Linked DNA regions of Bombyx mori: region 2 is linked to region 1. A link is a contact called in public Hi-C data. All regions are on one chromosome and are shown on one strand. The core of a region is the stretch at or near the end of the contact, and the rest is flanking DNA. Distances in the headings are between cores, read along the strand shown. Region 1 holds the start of LOC100127100 (1-cadherin). Region 2 overlaps LOC100127100 (1-cadherin).

What was found. A called contact is a pair of places that touch in the nucleus more often than the background predicts.
Region 2: a contact with region 1 is called in a Hi-C map of whole pupa, with 1.7 times the contacts expected there. The contact joins the enhancer-like site here to the promoter of LOC100127100 in region 1. A contact is called at or near these places in 3 of 7 Hi-C or Micro-C datasets (posterior silk gland and whole pupa).

What each region holds. Positions count from the first base shown.
Region 1 is chr7:8,435,446-8,437,958 of ASM3026992v2, forward strand. LOC100127100 (1-cadherin) reads left to right here and starts at 1,255. Exons shown (of 24, transcript XM_021351441.3): 1 at 1,255-1,866. The coding sequence starts at 1,782. It overlaps LOC101745107 (spondin-2), which reads left to right. Exons shown (of 9, transcript XM_062669422.1): 7 at 22-193; 8 at 579-609; 9 at 688-1,073. The coding sequence ends at 1,033.
Region 2 is chr7:8,487,871-8,490,383 of ASM3026992v2, forward strand. The region is part of intron 1 of LOC100127100 (1-cadherin); the gene reads left to right. Among protein-coding and RNA genes, the nearest start is that of LOC100127100, 52 kb to the left of the region's middle. Within about 2 kb of position 1,256, at least 4 of the 8 cell types and tissues checked have open chromatin away from gene starts, as enhancers often do.

The DNA of each region.
Region 1 (2,513 bases), core at 5-2,504:
TATGATCGTTCTGCGTTCCAGTCACCAAAATCCATGAGTCAACCTGTGGACAATATAGAGCGCGTCGAAATCGGATCGTTCGATAGAGATTCGCCCTTTTATCAGATGAACCTCAATGATTTGGCTCCATTTGCTATTTTACAAGTGCGAAGGCTGGATGTGTATCCTCTTATTGGCATAGACTGTAGTGAAGGTAATCACCTTTTTGTTCTTTATATTTTATGCACCTCTAGTCTAAGATTCAGACAATCACTAGTGATGAGGCAAACTCATATCACCAATCCCACAAACAGCGGAGTCATGACTTTTTTTTTTATTCTTTGTTAGAGCCATACACCTATTAGGTTAAGTCGGCTTGGAGTCATGACTTTACGATTCCAAAATCTCCGACTTCCCAAATCTATTGCGAAATTGGTAACGATTTGAAGGAAATCATTCTGTCTAAAGGTGGGCAGTTCGATTTTCGTTTTCACCTTATGTCTACGGTAATCACACTGTGATCTCATCTCTAATCTACGTCAGGTAAAATTCATATTCTTTTAACCATGTACTTTAATAAGTTAAATTTATTTTTTTAGGTCAAAATGCTGAAGAAGAATTGCAACAAGAGTAAGCAACTATTCATTTTTGCGCTTCACAGCAACAAGAGTTATTTTCGAACATTTTTGAATTTTATTCATTATTCAGTGCCCCAGTGTTAGAACCGGTGTTGGCGGAATCGCGACAGAGCCTTCTCGGTGAATCGTGCGCCGGGGAGTGGGGTGAATGGACGCCGTGTACGCCCCACGCTGGCGTCTGTGGCCCTGGCCTGAGGACTAGAACTAGATACATACAGAACATTGACTTGTACGTGAATTACAAGGTCGGTAATTCTAGCTATAATCTGATTTACTTTAAATTAATTCAATGCCCGATTTTTTTGTATTTATTTTTCTACTACAGGTATCAAAGAGTGGGAAAGGTGAACAAGAATTTAGTAGTTGTAAAAATAACAAAGATTCAAAAGCAACTGAGCGTAAAGAATGTTTTGTGAGATGTTAGAAAACAAAAATAAACGTTAAGCATCCTAGAAAGTAGACTTTAATTTTATTTCTGTACGTTGAATAACTAGATGCAGACTTAAAACAAGTTCGTGAGCTGTAAGCGGCGAGATCTTTCTTGGTTTTTGCGCGAAAAACAACCAGTTTACTAGTTTCAGTGGTTGGCCGTAAGGGCGCGCAAATCGCGGCGGAAGCGTCGTGTCAACATTGTGCTAGTCGAGTGTGAACACAGAAACGGATGGCGCATGCTCCAAGCGTCTGATACAACGGCCCGCCGAAACACGCTTTGCAACTTGTTGATTGTTCGCTCACTTCACATCAGTCTGCCGCGAACGATGCGACGGGTGGTCGTGTCTCGCGTCACGCCCGATCTCGCTCTGAACTTCGAAATTATTCTACGAAATAATATGAAGTTTTCAAACATAAAATTGGGCAGAACTACCGTTTCCTTCGCATCTATTAGTGTTTAATTCATGTAAAACATTGAGAAACGAATAGTTTTAAGTCACTTGAAACTTAATAGGCTTACTCGTTTACCTGCATAGGTACTTCGTCCCACGAGCGAGTTGGTTGGTTACCTACCTTATCGGATAAACGAACATTTTTTCAAATGGATGTGCGTTTGAGTTCTGTGATAGTGTGCGTGTATAGTGTGATTACGAGACTCTGTGAGAGCGTCTTCAGAGTTGGTGACAAGTTTTTGCTATAGTGACGTGATAGAAATTATTAATTGTAAGAAACATGCACACGCGCAAGAGTGAGATGGGCTTGCTTACAGCTCTACTGCTGTACTCTCTGACGGTGACGGCCGCACAGTATACAAAAGGTAAAAAAATAACTGCTATTTTACCTGCTCTTGTGCCGATATTACGGCCCACGTTGGCACATTGATCTTTGTTCCGTGGTCTTTGTTACAACTTACTTTCAAAAATTAAATATTCTTTGTTAATATCATGTACAGACTCAACTACGTGATTTTTTCGTTTAAAGTATCTTTTAATTCAATATTAATAGCCAAAAAAAAACAGGCTGTTTTAAGACCGGAACAAAAGCGGATTCAAAATTTCTTACAGAAAAATAAGTGTTGGTTTCCTGTTATACCGGTTTCTCTGTAAATTGAATGACTAAGTTCTCAAGCAATCCTACCATTGCGATATCTTTAGCTTCGTAATGTGAGTCAATACTGATAACACGCTATCAGATATTAATAAAATAATATTACTCTAAATGGACTAAGTAAATGTACTACTAGTGAATAAAAATTAAGAGAAAAAACACCGCGTAAAAACAGACCATTTCACAGAACTTAAAGTATTTAAATATGAGATTTTTTTTGTTTGGGATTTGTAGACGAAAATTTCTCATGGCCACCTGGTGTTCGGAGGTTTCTGAACCCAATAAGCTTCGACTTTAAGATATGAGATAGATGTTCCAATTTTATTGTATGGTCTATCTATCTGTCAAGGGTTCCCC
Region 2 (2,513 bases), core at 6-2,505, 52 kb after region 1:
ATTCTTTTCTATATACTAATATAAAAATCTACAGTGGTTTTTACGTATGTTCCGTTATAACTACTGAACCATGCATCCGATTGACTTGAAACTTAGTATCCATGTAGAAAATACATGTACTTAATGGATAGGCTTATATTGATATGAGTGTTGGACTCCCTACACCAGTTGCGGGGGCGTTAATGATGAGAATCTTTGTGGGGGTGAGAAATAATAAAGTTAATTTTAAATGGCCAGCGAAGCGGACGGGTACAGCTAGTCATATATTAATTTCGCCTAGAAGGTCTAAACGAAGGTTTTTTTTTTTTGTTGCAGGTAAATTACAGAATATATTATGTAAGTACGATGATCGAATATGGCGATTGGTGAGGTAAGCATTGTGGTATTTAGAATAAAACAGTTTTTAATTTCAAAACTAACGAGAGTGTTAAGTGTTAACCTACTTGTACGAAATTCTGAAAATGTGTTTGGCAAATAAGATATGTGTGTTAGTGAATTGACATGAAATAATCTATATAAATATTAATTAATACGTGAAGCAAAAACTTTGTATCCCTTTTTACGAAAATTGCGCGGACGGAGGAGTATGAAACTTTCCACACCTATAGAGAATATAGAGAAGAAGTGCACAATGCTAATATTTTTATAAAATAATACATAAAAGATATATGAAATCAATAAAGAAAACATTACACACACTACATACCATTTATTTGACGCACACACGCATGCATACTATTTATTGTCAAACTTTTGTTCTTGACGTCTGTTGTCAAATTGAGAATAGATTAAATATTGTTTGTCTTTTTTGATATTTTTATAGTGTAGTCTTGGCGAAATTTGTCATTACAGAAGTATAAAATACAATCATAATAGTGTACAAACTTACAATTCCAATTAATTATAGTCGAATTTCGACTACTGCGGGACCTCTAGTCTATATAAATATTTGAAAACCTTCAGATGCTACGTGTAGTTTTCAAAAAACGTCATATACGCGAAAATCAATTCGATATTAGTTTAATTCGAAATCGGAGGACGAATGCAACGCTCACTTAGTTATTACTGGACACCAATAAATAGATCCTACGTTAATCCCGTCTCCTATCTCGCGAGATTTAGATCGAAGTTCCAATAGACAAAAGTTTGTCCGTATCGGGTTTAACCACATTCTATAGGTGGAATTAGAAATATTTTACAGTACATACATTTAGGTATCTCCAAAGACCTTGACACATACACGAGTGTGAGCTACACACCACAACATTACACATTTGAGACAACGTATGTACAGTCATTCTATTGTATTGTCTAATGTTATTTAATGAACGCAGTTCTGCTGCCTGTTGTCATTCACAACACATTGTCATGTGGTCGGTTTTAGCATTACGTGTTTTGGGGAAGGCTGAATAAATATGAGCCGTTGAATTAAAATATTGGTATTCTTAGTCATCGGTGTCAGACGAGATTAGTAGTTATCTTCGATTATATAGCCAATCTGCTACCTTTGTCGATAAACTTCTTGCAATCATTTCCTCTTCTTCTTCGCCTTAAAGATATGGTCTCGACGAAAATGTTTCTACAACAGTTTGAGAGAAGTCATTTTTAAAAGAAAACAGCGCAAAATTGATTTTTTTTTATTGCTTCGTGGGTGAACGAGCTCACAGCCCACCTGGTTTTAAGTGGTTACTGAAGCCCATAGACGTCTACGACGTAAAAGCGCCACCCACCTTGAGATTAGAGTTCTAAGGTCTTAAGTATAGTTACAACGGCTGCCCCACCCTTCAAACCAAAACGCATTACTGCTTCACGGCAGAAATAGAGTGGTGGTACCTACCCGCGCGGACCCTCAAGAGGTCCTGCCACCAGCAAATTGCTTATTGCCTTGTACGCAGATGATAACAGGTCACTTAGTAGTCAGCGTCGCTGGTTATGGACAACAAGAATGCCATAACCGAGTCACTGCCTGCTGCTGAAGACAAAAAAAAATTTGATCTTAAATCTCGCTTTTTTTTTCAACATACATCGTCTGATTTATCTTTCTTCTGGTCCGTCAATATATCTTTTCGATGCCTCCAATGAACACTACCCTAACTCAAAATTTTGAAATTTTCGTTTTTCCCGCAAATCGCTTCACTATTTTAAAAGTATTACCAATTCATTATTGATGGGGTTCGAAGCAAGAGTAAATCAGCTAGTTACACAAGAAAAAAACATAAATATATCTGCAATAATAAAGATTTTACCAACTTTTTTCGTTTAAACTCTCCTCCTGTAAACCTACGAATTTGGAGTTAGAGCAGTGTTCATTGGAGGCAACGTTTTGTTACTTACATTTAGCTCTTTCTTAACGATCTTATGTGTACAGGGCCATCCTGATTACAACATAAAATTATAATTTGTGCCTATTTAAGCAAGTCTTCGTCCACGCAACCTCTCTTCAGATGTTAATGCGATTATCAAGACCCTCCTCCTAATCCGAAAATCCAGCTGGCTCTTATTTTATTACACCC